3 separate regions of the Mus musculus genome follow, and regions 1 and 3 are each linked to region 2. A link is a contact called in public promoter capture Hi-C data. All regions are on one chromosome and are shown on one strand. Each heading gives the region's core, a stretch centred on a gene start, on an enhancer-like site or on the middle of the called end of the contact. The rest is flanking DNA. Distances are from core to core; before and after follow the strand shown.

Evidence for each region. Promoter capture Hi-C pulls out the DNA fragments that hold promoters and counts their contacts.
Region 1: a contact with region 2 is called in a promoter capture Hi-C map of the 3T3-L1 cell line, with 3 times the contacts expected there. The contact joins the promoter of Kat2b here to the promoter of Slc5a7 in region 2. A contact is called at or near these places in 2 of 39 promoter capture datasets (both in the 3T3-L1 cell line).
Region 3: a promoter capture Hi-C map of 3T3-L1-derived adipocytes shows a contact between it and region 2, with 4 times the contacts expected there. The contact joins the promoter of Rab5a here to the promoter of Slc5a7 in region 2. A contact is called at or near these places in 3 of 39 promoter capture datasets (the 3T3-L1 cell line and 3T3-L1-derived adipocytes) and 1 of 115 datasets of contacts at active chromatin or transcription factors (epiblast stem cells).

Annotation. Positions count from the first base shown.
Region 1 is chr17:53,564,308-53,568,780 of GRCm38.p6, forward strand. Kat2b (K(lysine) acetyltransferase 2B) reads left to right here and starts at 2,664. Exons shown (of 18, transcript NM_020005.4): 1 at 2,664-3,271. The coding sequence starts at 3,023.
Region 2 is chr17:54,296,716-54,301,484 of GRCm38.p6, forward strand. It overlaps Slc5a7 (solute carrier family 5 (choline transporter), member 7), which reads right to left and starts at 2,319. Exons shown (of 9, transcript NM_022025.4): 1 at 1,866-2,319; 2 at 244-476. The coding sequence starts at 421.
Region 3 is chr17:53,477,418-53,481,898 of GRCm38.p6, forward strand. It overlaps Rab5a (RAB5A, member RAS oncogene family), which reads left to right and starts at 1,817. Exons shown (of 6, transcript NM_025887.4): 1 at 1,817-2,191.

The sequences.
Region 1 (4,473 bases), core at 1,414-3,913, 730 kb before region 2:
AGATTACATTTAATGTACTATTCGACTTTTTGTTTGTTTGTTTGTTTTTGAGACAAAGAGAGAGAATTAAAGAACTTAGATTTGGCCGGGCAGTGGTGGCACATGCCTTTAATCCCAGCACTTGGGGGGTAGAGGCAGGCAGACTTCTGAGTTCGAGGCCAGCCTGGTCTACAGAGTGAGTTCCAGGACGGCCAGGGCTACACAAAGAAAAACTAAAAAAAAAGGTTACAAATTACTGTCCTCTTCCAACTGGCCCTGTCAAATCACCACAAATCACCATTAGGTGTGCATGCTTTCAATAATCCAAGCTCTCAGAGGGCAGAAGCAGGAAGATATATGTGAGTTCCTGGCCAGCCTGGTCTACAGAGTGAATTCCAGGACAGCCAGGGCTACACAGTGAAACCCTGTCTCGAAAGGCAATAAATATCATCTGGCCAGGTAACCAGTTTTTAGGGAAACTGATATGCCCACAAACACATTAAGGAGATGGGAACATTTTTCAGTCTCTTAAATGAGATAATGTTCTTACATTTACCCATAAGCCCCTCTCGCTGTGCAGCCACTTACAGATCTGGACTGCTAAGCTTGTCTGCCTTTTTTTTCCAAGACAGGGTTTCTCTGTATACCCCTGGCTGTCCTGCAACTCACTTTGTAGACCAGGCTGGCCTCGAACTCTTGTCTGCCTCTTTTTTTTTTTTTTTTTTTTTTTTTTTGGTTTTTCGAGATTGTCTGCCTTTTTGACCTCTTAACTCAAAAGGTGTATCTTTGTTTTCACACCAGTTCTATCCCTTCTTTGGTTTCTGGCCAAGAGCATAAGCATACCACCCCTGGCCCTCGGGGCATTCTCCACTTTTCTCTGAAGGTTATATACATCTCCAAACCACCCTTTTGTACAGCTACTTACACCCCACCTAGGCTCCAAGTGCAGAACAGGCTTACTTTCTGCACTCTAAAAATGAGCCAGTTTTTCTCTTCCTTCTGTTTACCTTTGGGCAGCTGCCAGAATTTACAGTTCACTATAATACAATGGGCCTCAATCTTCCTTCTGAATCCACTTAAAAATTCTTAGATAAAGGACACTAAGAACATATAAGAGAACCTGGATTTCCCCAGTAAGTAATGTTTTAATGACATTATTGTAGAAACTTGAAGAACAAACAACCAGAGGACAGTGATGTAAAACCTGAGCTTTTTCGGGAGGCAGAGGCAGGAGGATTTCTGAGTTCGAGGCCAGCCTGGTCTACAAAGTGAGTTGCAGGACAGCCAGGGCTACACAGAGAAACCCTGTCTTGAGCCCTCCCACCCCCAACAAAACAAAACAAAAAACCCCTGAGCTTTTTTTTTTTTTTTTTTTTTTTTTTTTCCCCAGACAGGATTTCTCTGTGTAGCCCTGGCTGTCCTGCAACTCACTTTGTAGACCAGGCTGACCTCGAACTCAGAAATCCACTTGCCTCTGCCTCCCAAATGCCAGGATTAAAGACATGCTGAGTTCTTTTTTTTTTTTTTTCCTTGTTTCTTTATATACAAGGTTTCACTGTGTAGCCCTAGCTGACCTGGAACTCCTAACAGTAGACCAGAATTCCTCAAACTCACAGAGCCTGGCCAGTCTCTGCTTCTGCAGTTCTGGGGTCAAAGGTGAAGACCACCGCTCCTGGCCTGTTTTTTAATTAATTTAATTAATTTTTGAGGCAAGAGTCTTACTCTATTGAGCTTCCACACTAGGCTAAGGTCAAGCCTAGGTAAGGACTTCAGTTAGATGTAGCCTAGTAAGGCTGCAGTTTCACAGCAGGTGTCACTCCTTTGAGAAGAGACTTCTTTCTCTCTTGGCATTGCATTACTCTGCGTTAAAAGGACACAGAATCTGGCGAAACACATCTTGAGACATAAAATGCAACTTTAAGCATGACTGGTAAGAGTATTTGCAAGGGAAAGCCCATCCCATATGGCTGGAGTTCAGCAGGAGCTACCAAGCTTGCTAGACAACCAATCACAAATTCATTACGACCATTGTCCCACATTGTGACTATGCTTGCTCCGCAGAATTAGGGCACTTGCCAACGGTGCTGACCGGCAATGCAGGGCTATTCAAATCGCTTTAGGAAGGTTGACCCATGTGAAAAAATGAAACAATCTCTTCCTACCATCAGAGCCAGGGACAATAGTTTTGATTTTGAAGTTTAAGTCAAAATCGGAATCACTTTCCTGGACGCTGTCTTTCTGGTTAACTTGAAAACAATAGACACACTAGCAGCTGAAAGTAGCCAACCTCGAGTGAACCCCGTAGGCGGACTAATTTCAAACTTTTTCCATGCGTTTAGTTTTCATTTCGCCGACATGTAATGTTCTCAAACGAACAAGTATTATGTGATACACACACACACACACACACACACACACACACACACACCACACACACACACCATTGAGTCATCTCCCTCCCTCTCTGGTCATATTCGGTTCAGAAACTACCAGGAGAAGACGATGGGGAAGAATTGTTTAAAAAAAAAAAGTTTAACTCAAAGTCAAAAAAAAAAAAAAAAAAAAAAGGAACCCTTCACGCCATGATTTTGGTGAATTAGCAACAAAGAGGAGGATTGGCCGCTGACGGGTACTTCTGGAAAACATTTTTTTTTCCTCTGGCTCCCGCTAGGGTGGAGGAAGTTGGGTCTCGGCGCGGGAGGGTGTCAGGCCCAGGGACGCCAGCAGCGCAGGGCGGCAGGTGCCTGGGCTGCAGCGGCCCGGTCTCGCGGGTCGCCGGTCACCTACGGGCCCTGGCGCTCCCGGCGGGCGGCTACGCTCGCAGCAGCATGCCGGAGGCCCAGGGGAGCAGAGCGCGGCCAAGGCGCTCGGGCCCGCTAGCGTCCTAGCCGCCTGGGGAGGCGCGGGGGCCTGCGATCGCTGGCGGCCGAGTGCGGCGGGGGCGGGGAGGGCGCAGGGCGGCGGCCGGGGGGGGGGGAGGGTCTCGGCTCCGCCACCAGCGCCCGCGGGGACCCTGGCAGCTGCGGGTGACAGTCGGGGCGGCATGGCCGAGGCTGGCGGGGCCGGGTCCCCAGCACTGCCTCCCGCGCCCCCGCACGGTTCCCCCCGGACCCTGGCCACCGCTGCCGGGAGCTCTGCTTCCTGCGGGCCAGCGACCGCGGTGGCCGCGGCGGGCACGGCCGAGGGACCGGGAGGAGGCGGCTCGGCCCGGATCGCCGTGAAGAAGGCGCAGTTGCGCTCTGCTCCGCGGGCGAAGAAGCTGGAGAAACTCGGCGTGTACTCCGCCTGCAAGGTACCCGCTGGGATGAGCACAATCGCGGGGTCACGGGCGGGCTCGGACCCCCCCTCCCCTCCCCCACCCACTCCCAGCTTCCCGCCGGCACCGCGGAAGTGCTGCGTTCTGTGCGCGCGCTCTGCCGCTGCGGCTTGCACAGCATCTCACTGGGACAGGGGTAGGGGGTCTTCTAGATCTGCCGGTGTCCCTCTTCTGGGAAGGATGAGTCTTGGCTTCGGAGCGCTCGGCACTGGGGCTTTTTCTGCTCTGTAGGAGCTCGCGGGAGTCCTTTCACAGGGAGTGTAACTGTGCTTGGTGTGGCAGATCTGTCGGGGTTGGGAAGCAGCTTTTTTGGGGTTGGGGGCATCTTAGCGTGTGTCTCCCCGCGCTCGCCCTCCCCACTGAGCCCCGCTAGGAGGAGCTGGGTTGTGGAGCACCCAGAAGTGTCCTGGAATCCTGGCGCTCTACGGGAGCGAAGGGGCGGAGCGCGGGGTGGGAGGTGGGCACTGCCCCAAGCCCCTGTCCTTTGGCGCCTGGCGGCCTCGGCCGTGCGGCGACAACCCTGTCATTATTGTTATTATTTATTTAGCGAAAGCGGGATCCTGGCCGCTTAGGGTGTAAACAGGGTCTGGCAGGGTGACAGCCCAGGCGGCGAGCGCGTCTGCTCAGTTTGAAGACAGCTTTCTTGCCATTCTCCCTCTTTGGGGACTTTAGGCACCCAGGGCATCCAGCTGTAGAGCACTTGTAGGGGGCTCAGCATCTCCAGGCTGCAGGGGAGAGCGACTCTGCACTGTAGACTGCGGCTTTGTTTTGACTGGGTGACAGCAGAAGTGGGCGGGGACTTGGCCTTGTCAGCCCGGGCGGCCTGTGGTTGGGACCAGGCACTCACTCACTCACACCTCCCGTGTTGCTTGCTGCTCCAGCTTACTACTGTAAAAGGAGTCGCATCCGCAGCATCCAGGTTCTCATTCCTACTCCCCACTGTACAGCCAGGATGGATAAACCTGGTAGATGACTTCCCTTCCGGGACATTCTGGTTGTCGTGTTTTCTGGAGCTTTAAGGACCTTGGGGTCTCAAGCATGCCCTGCCCATTCCTTGTGGTCACCTCCTGTTTATCGATGCAGTCACAGCACCTGCTGTGCCTTCCTGAGAGGGCTCCAGTGCGGTGCCTTATGCACACAAATATGCTTTGGAATCGCTAAAAGCAAAAATCAGGAGG
Region 2 (4,769 bases), core at 1,069-3,568:
CTATCCACTAGCCCGTCAAGAGAGACCACGTTGCTTCCCTAATATTAAGTTCAGTGATTTATTGTAAAATTGTTTTTGTCTAGAATTACTGAAATTAAAACATGTTCATTTTGTTTTAAATTAAATATGAAGCCACTTTAAAATATAAGTTGTGGACTGAAAGAGCTCCAAAGGACAAAGGCAATGTGTGATTTCTCCCTTTGAGTAGAAACCAGCCTGGGAAGGGAATACAGAGAAACCTACCTGTCATGGTAAAACCACCAACCAACAAACCAATGTCACGGCCCCCGACTATGATGGCTTCACTGCGCTCTTCTGGGTTGCCGCTGTTTTTGGTTTTCCATGCAGCCCATATTCCAACCAGAAATATAAGGAGGTAGAAGAGGATAATAGCTACCAGTCCTTCTACGTGGAAAGACATTTTTATTTAGGGTACAGTGCAGATCCTTCCACAGAGGGCTACTTCATCAAATCTTCTGTAGAAAATACAGCAATGTATTATTAAGCAGCCACGCACTATGCTTACACAGGCTGCCAAAACGAAGCAGCTGGATCCAGACATCTTTTTTTTTTTTCTTCTTTGAAAAAGCTTGCATTGAAATCCCATAATACTAATCATGGCCAACAAGTGTCCAGTTCACTGCTCTGTTTCTGCTTAACAAGTTAATGCTTTGCATTCGAAGAAACAAACAAAAAAAGGAGTGAGCATAAATCCAATAAAAATAATTTTTTTTGTATTTTATAAATTCCTTCAAGTTAAGTCTGTTTTGTATTACACCTCAGTTCTTTAGATTGTTTGCAGCGATTATGCCTATATATTTGCCCTTTCAAACTAAGTCAATATTTAATAATTGTTTACTAATTTAAGTGTAGCCTAAAGGAATACTCCAAGAAAGTCTCCCCCCTCCCCCTCCCTCTCTCTCTTCCCCCCTTTCCTCCTCCCCTCCCCTCTCCTCTCTCTCTCTCTCTCTCTCTCTCTCTCTCTCTCTCTTTCTTTCTCTCTTTCTCTCTTTCTCTCTCTCTCTCTGTTCATTCTTCATTCTTTACTTATCCTTTCAGACCTCAGGAAACAGGTCCAAAAGTAACTCAATATAAAATATCTGGCCAGAATACCCCCTCCAAAAACACTAAAACAAAAACAACGCCCCCCCCCCAAAAACAAACAAACAAACTAGGAAAATCCTTTTTAAAATCAATTTACTGTGACAACTAAGTATGTTTTCCTTGTTTAAAAGAAGGACCCTCTCAATCTCTCAATCTTCCTTTGTCCTTAGTTCATATCATGTCCACCCCACCCCCACCCCCACCCCACCCTCACTCCTACCCCCACCCCCACCCCGCGCCTCATCATCCCGGTCTCTACAGAAGAGGATTTTAAAATAAGGCAATATATAAACCACAGTCACAGATACGAAAACGCGAACGAAGAGGACTGATGTCAACTTTTAAAATAAAGCTTGATCTTACGGAATTCCTGTTCTCTTATACTGAACAAACCAGTGCTATTTCCTTCACCCCAGTTCACAGGCGTAAGTTTTTGTGGGAGGGGGTCTGAGCTTTGCAAGCGGGTTCTGGCTGCAAGCACTCACCTCCGGGATGTTCTGGAGCGCCCCGGACCGGGTGGGCTCCGCCTTTGTGAGCCCAGAGCCACCAAATTTCCCCTCCGCCCAAACTCCCCCGCGCCCTGCTCCCCTTTGCCTCTGAGCTCTGGATCTCCTGAATCCAGACTCCTACAGTCGCTAGCACCCCTAGAGCCACAAGTGCTTCTTAACTGAGCGGAGGGGACATCCCCAGCAGGCAGAGTCGATCCTTCCCGGGCGGCCCCGAGGGTGTGGCCCTAGCTCTTGTTCCCGTAGGGCTCTTACCTTTGCGTCACCCGGAGCTGCTTTAGGGGTCCAGGAGCCCCTTGAGCCCCGGGCTGTGAGGGACACGGAGGGAGGGAGGCTCGAGGTGAGTGGAGGGGGCTCCGGCAAGGAGCCCGATGAGGACTCCGAGGGGGTGAAGCGATCGATCTGGGTATTGGAAAAAGTCTCTTTATAAGGGCGGAAGGCGGGGGCGATCGTCAGAGCTCTGGAGAAGGACGTCAGAACAAAGTGGTGCTGGGCGTGAGTTGCGGACTGTGCCCTGGTGTGGCCCGGGGTGCGAGGGAACAGCCAAGCTCAGATCCAGCACTTGCCCAAGTTCATGTTCCCATCCCAAGTCAAGTCGTCTGCTACCCTAGAATGGAGGACTCCAGACTAAAGGTCATTTCCCAGCCTACCTGCCCACTTTATCTTTCTGGGTTGCAAAAGACAGCAATGGACTTGGAGGATTTCACTTGCAGATGCAGACTGGAAGCTTCCAAACCCCGCCTTGAGGTGTCCACATGCAAGCTCAGTTAAGGGCCTTGTCTCTGTCTCTGGTTGGCCTCAGAGAGGGGTTGCTTTCAAGCCCTTCTTGGCTAGTTTTTTTGTAGAAACATGTTAGGAAGGTTTAGACTAGTCAGCCTATTTCTCTTTGCTTTATATTCATATTCCCTTCACTTAAAACTGGGGTCACCATGAAACTTTCTCACAGGTGCACAGTTCTTTAAAATAAAGTTGGTGTGTAAGCCACAGGAAACATCCTACTAGCTAAGCCAAGCACTCTAGCTTATAAAAGCACTCAGTCTATCACTTCAAACAGGTTTAGATCTTTTGCATGCATATATATCTAGCACTACATTTCTAGCATACTACATATCTAGTATTCTGTGACAGGATTACTTATGTATCTGTTGTACCTGTCTTTAAAGGGCTTTATCTTATAACAGTTGAATATATTGTAGAGGGGGCTGCTTCTGCAACCTTTTAAATGTGTTTCAGGGAGAGGTGTTATGGAATGGGTGTGAGGAAAAAGAAAAGATTGAAAGCCATAAAGTCTCAGCTTTGTGCCCACTTTCTCACTTCTTTCTACATCTACTGAGCCAGTCTATTAAACAGTGAAACAGTGCATCTGACAGCTAACGAGGTGAAGTCCATACTCAGCTGCTATCCACCTCTCTAGGCTAACCTGCAGACTAGCTCCCATCTTAGACTGGATTTATAGAGGCTCTTTTAACTGTATTCCCCATTCCTTTGTTCTCTGTGTGAACAGTAACTTCCCCTGTTACTGGACAGGGCAGAGGCCTATGTGGATAGTTGTCATAATGAAGGTTTGTAACCAGCTAATTGCTATCTATCTATCTATCTATCTATCTATCTATCTATCTATCTATCTATCTATCTATCTATGGAACAGACCCTATTTGAGCTCAGACAGAAACTAACAGAAGACAGACATGAAATTCATTTAACCACTCAGTGTTTTAGGTGGGATTTCTTTTACTTTTGATTCTAATTAACTTCTGATTTTGAACTTAGGCCACAGATTAATACACATTTTTTTCCTTCTGGAATATTCCTTAAGGTGATGACACAGATATTTCAGTTGCAGTAGGGCAGGGATCAGGAATGCAGTGTCTCAGACAGTGTGCCAGTTTATGGGGCTAAGGTCAGAGAGTGTGACTCAAGCACAGAGAGACAGGAGAGATGGCTGTCCTCACAGAACATCACTAGGGCTTAGGGGTGAGAATCCGGAGTGCAGCCAGGGCTGGCACTCTGGGAGAGGTGGGGCTAGGGAAACTAATTAATTTTGAGAAGCCAGGAATACCAGGATCTAGACCAACTCCCAGATCTCAGTAGTGACAGTGACCTTGAAAGTGGCTTAAAAGAAAACTGGCAAAGAAACTGTCCTTCATGATAAAGAGCACCAGTTGAAAATGACAACTACTGATGTATTGAGTCTGGCTTTTGGCAGACATGTCCTCATCTGCCAAGTCCTGTGAGTACCATTGTCTGACCAGACAATGATGCCGCACATGCGTTTCTGATCTAGCATCCTCTTTGTGATGCATGTTTGTCTTTTATCTTCACTATAACATCCCTTTCTACTTTCCTGAGAGTATATGCTTATACTTGGAGCCACAGAATATATGTCAGTGGGAGCTGAATTTCGGATTTAGGAGCTGGAAAGCAAGTTTGCATTACAAATCATTTATTTCGTTAGTACACATCTCCTATTACTTTTTATATTCCAAACAGTGTTCTAAGAACCGAGAATATATGTAGAAAATGATATATAATGCCCTACCCTAAACAACTTTTTATCCTTAACAGGAAAACAAAAGGAATATCAGACAAAGGTCTCATTTAACTTCTTATTTTCAGTTCTGGGGAGCACACAGTATATCCCTCTGCTTACAGATATTAAGTGCAGCCCAGACATTTCTCTATGACTGATACACTGTTCTTGAACGAGGGGACATTTTGTTCATACAGCAGAGGCTGTTTTGTGCGAAGATTATGATGGGTGCTGGATCCTTCTTCTCAGTGAGCTTCAGTTATCTGACCTTGCTGCCCATAGCATCATTCATGGAATAGAGGCGCTAGAAGCACTATTTTTTCAAAAAAACATTGATATGTATATATGTATATGTATGTGTACACATATATATGTGTGTATATATGTATATATAAGAATCAATGGCTATGACTTGAGTGTACATTAACACATTATGTTAATGTGACATAAAACATTAACCCAGATGTATTCAATGAGATACTGTGTGCCCCTTTCCCACAATTCCTTAACCTTCTGGTTTCTCACATACCTTTAAGTTGACCCTCTTTTAATTTACTACTTTTCGATTGCAACTGGCCAAACATTTCAAAACACAGTGGATATCATGATAATAGGGTGCTATAGAAATT
Region 3 (4,481 bases), core at 567-3,066, 820 kb before region 2:
AGGACATCCTCTTCTGAGAGCCATATGGTATAGAGACATATATTCAAGAAAACATTCATAAACATAAAATCAAATTTAAAAATGATTTTAAAGAAAGAGTACTTGAAGTTAAGGAGGAAAAGTCATGGTGGAATATGAGAGTATTTGGGGGAAAGGAAATTGGAAGGGTGGATTTGATCAAAGCATTCATGTCCGTGTGGTTTGTGTATAAAGGAAGTTTGTAGTGCCAGATGTATAAACTGAGGCCACGACTACTCAAAGGCATGCTTGTTTGAAGGGAAGGAAGGGTTTTGTTGTAGGTATGAGGGAAAGTACAGCCAGAGGCATCTGGAAAAATCCAGAGCTGGGAGAGAAAAGTGTAGACTGGACATGGCCATGGGGTGGGATGGGGTAGTGAGACAGGAAGACAAAGGAGCAAAGGAGGCCACAGGAGAGGGGAGCGGGAAGGAGAGAGGGAGAGGGAGAGGGAGGGAGAGAGAGAGAGAGAGAGAGAGAGAGAGAGAGAGAGAGAGAGAGAGTCAAATAGTAGGGTTACATGGGAATGAGAAACTAGAAGAGGGAAGCTCATGACTTGGAGAAGTTTAGGGTAGGAAGTGGGGTGAGAAGAGCCACAGGTACTGAGTAAATCAGAAGGCTAGCCTTGTGTTTTGGTATGCTAATAGGCACCACAGAACCTTTCTGACAGAGACAAGGAATGACTCTTTTGATAGAAACCAGTGCCAGAATTTAGGGGAGTGGAGTATTTGGACCTATGCGGATCAAGGGAACGTCTTAAATAGGTGTGCTGTGGGCAGCCATAAACATCTTGGGCTGCTGTTCATTGGAATCTTAAGAACTAGTGTTATGGAGCCGGCTGCAGGCTAGACTATATCTAACCTGTGATCGTGGCCAAATTATTTGCCTCCCTCATTCATTCCACAAACATGCCAGGACTCTGTGTGCTTATCAACTGTGCTTATCAATGGGTGTGTGTGTGTGTGTGAGAGAGAGAGAGAGAGAGAGAGAGAGAGAGAGAGAGATCACTCCAAAATGTTTACTACTTAGTTCAATGGGGAATTCCAAATAAACGCTAATTATTAGGATTTCCTCCTTTTCACTCAAAAAACAAACAAAACAAAACAAAAAACCACACACACAGGTAAACTCTCAATAAAAGCAAGTTATTCTTTTGAGGTTTGCTGTCTAAAGGCAGCTTTTGAATTTAAGGGTCTTAATTCTCTCCGAGATCACAGACACGCCCATTCTCGGAAAAGCAGGGCATTTCCAGAGCCACAGGAGCCCTCGCTCGCCTAAACCCCTTTACTGAGCTGCTGAAGTGGTGTGAGAGGCCTGTGAGTGAACCATCAGACCGAAAATCGCCGCAATGGGAAGACAACCCAGGCTGACAATGGCAGTGGGGACCCTGTCAGCTCCGATGAGACCCATAAAACGCAGGTCTGGCCCACGCCTCTCGGGTTCCCAACCCGCCGGCTTAGAGCGCCGCCACCCAGATAACAATGGTGGTACTGAGGGTGGAGCCCCGGGGAGGAGGAAGGCAGAGCAAGGAAGTGAGTAGGTCTGGCCCCAGGGAATTGGAGAAGACACGTGACGCAACCCCACGCCCCCCTCTTCATTCCTGACGCTCCTGCCTCGCCTTGCAGCCGGAGCCCAAAGATGTCGGTTCAGATCAAGGAGGCGTTAGAGAGGGCCGAACTATTCTCCCTTAGCGCACCCGGGGATGTCACGTGACTTCGGCCCCGCCCCCTTAGGAAGCCGCTGCCGGCCTCCTGGGAGGGGCAGCGGCGGAAATGACGTCACGGCGTTCTTCGCTGCGTGCGGCTACGTGGCGGAGCCGGCGGAAGCAGTTCCTGCGCTGGAGCCCGAGTGTTTGTGTTTTGGTTCGTGAGGAGCCGGGGCGGTCTGAGGGGAGGAGACCGAGGGAGGAGGAGGAGGAGAACGACGACGACGAGGAAGAAGTCCTCGGAACTCGAGCGCGGCGACTCTGGAGGAGGAGGAGAAAGGAAGGCGGAACGGAGAGGCGGAGACGCAGCCCGGCAGGGGCGGCGGCACGGCGGGCGGCGCTCAGAGTCCCGCGCCGGCCAGGGTGAGAAGAAGGAGCGAGCAGGCGACGCCGCCGCTGCAGCCGCGGCGCATCCGATCTCCGGGCCGGGCCGGGCCGTGCGTGGCCTCGCTGCCGGGAGACGCGGCCCAGGTAAGCCGCCGTCGGGGCGGGTCCCTGTGGTCCCGGGCCGGGCTTGGGGCCTCCAAGCCGCCGCGGGCCCTCAGCGCTTAGTGACTCATTCTTCTAGCAGCTTCGGGGCCTGGGACGTGGGGAATCCTCTGAGGGAGCGGCGGGTGGCACCCTCTTCCCTTCACAAGATGGCGCCGTGGGAAGAGCCTGGGGCCCTGGCGGTCTCCAGCCCGGTCTTTGGGGCTCTGTCCCGGCTACTGAGCCGGATCGCATCCGGGGTGACGGGGGTGGCTCAGGAGCGCGCCCACCAGGCCCAGCGGAGCTCCTGGCCCCGGCACCCCGGTTTGATTTCTCGGCTTCTTCCAGACAGGAACCCAGGCCTCCAGCAGGTGGGGATTGGGGAGCTCCGCCTACCTCTGACCGGCTTGGCCGGGCTGTGCGAGTAGTGGGATCCTCTGGTCCCTTCCGTGGGAGGTGGGAAGCCCGGGCCAAGGTGCGAGCAGGTTAACATCCTAACGCCTCCAGAAGTTTAAAGCTTTGACTGTCACTCTTGGCATATTAGTTTTTGCCTCGCCGAAATGGATTTAAAGTTCTGAATCAGTTGCCTTGCACGTAACTAATTAAAAAAAAAAAAACTGTTACATCTTCCAGAATATTGAGGTCTGCCCAGAATCGTTCTTAATGTAAAATTTGAACCCGTGGGGTTGTGAACAAAGTAGGCAGCACAACAGTGCCTGGCACAATTTAAGGGCTCAGTGCAATTTTTTTAATCAAAGACTTCCTAACTGTATAAAAAAACTATTTTAAAGATTGGAGATGCATATTATGCAAAAGTTTTCTTTGACGGAATAAAAGTACAAGTTATAAGTGCAGAACCTCTGTGCACTGAGCAGTAGCTTCACTGAACACCCCCAGCCCTCGCACTTAACATTAATACCATGTTCAACCTGTGTAGGTTTATACTTGGGCTTATTTCCGTTTGAGGTCTTTGGAAGTAAAAGATTTAGTAGCTTTGCACTTTAAAAGACACTGACTGTGAAGGCACCCCGCCTGTCATCCCAGCACTCTGGAAGCTGAGGTAGGTAGGATCAGGAGTCCAGGCCATCCGTAACCTATCCTGTGCTTGCCTAGGCGACAAGTCCCTGTCCCTCAAAAATGTGATCGGGATGTGGGGCAGGAAACAGTTTTTAAAAACTAAGTACAAAATTTTGTTTGTATTTTCTGTGAGAATCGATGTTTTCCCTGAGATTTTGGAAGTACCATAGGAATACAGAACAAGTTTTGTCCTGGATAAGTCATTTACTGTTTTATAGGTAAGGAACAATTGAGAAACATTTAAGCTGAAGGTATGTTGGTGCCTTTTTCAGTCTGTATGAAGTCTATTGATCTACAAGCATTAATTAATTAACTAATTCACCAAGAGGCCATTTTAATTGCCAGTTTCAAACACTGTGTACTTAGTAAGCACTGTATCAGAGACTAGATATGTTGTCTTATTTAATTCTTAACAGTTGCTGTGCAATGTTAGGGTATAATGAATATAGAAAATTTGAAAATTAAAACTTAGATTGACATAGCTGAGACTAGACTTCAGAATCTGGTTTGTTTTATGGATTGGGGAGAAATGGGAATTTTGCTTAATTACTTTTGACAAGCTCTCACAGTATAGTTCTGGGTGACTTGAAACATGCTTTGCAGGCCAGGCTAACTTGGAACACACAGCCATTCATCCACCTTTTTCTGGCCCTGGAGTGCTAGAATTAAAATCTTGGCCCACTGTGTCTGTTGTTTTGAGACAAGCCTTGCTAAATATTTCTGACTGGCATGCTTCTGTCTCAGCTTCTCAAGTTCTAGGACCACAGACAAGCTCCATCATGCCAGGATGAAATGGTAGTTTTATTTATGTGCTGTTGGTTAGAAGCAGCTCAAACATTTCATCTGTAAATGTGTTGGTATTTATTGGTAAAGATAGGAACTCTTCAAAGCTAGTAACTAGATTAGGCTAGAAGATGGTATCTTAAAAACGGAGCTGGGCTTGGTGTGGCATACCTTTAATTAGAGAACTCAGGAGGCAAAGGCAGATGTACTGATTGATCTCTGAGTTCAGGGACAGCCATGGCTAAACAGAGAGCCGTTGTCTTAAAACAACAAACAGATAGCACGGAGATCTTATGGATATATTCGTTAATGAATTTGTCATTATCAAGTGTTCCATGTATTAATTCAAATTTTATAGGAAATATAAATTTCTATAATTAAGTATAAATTAAGTGTAGCTTTTGGTCAAAGATTTTTTTAGGAAGAAAATCCT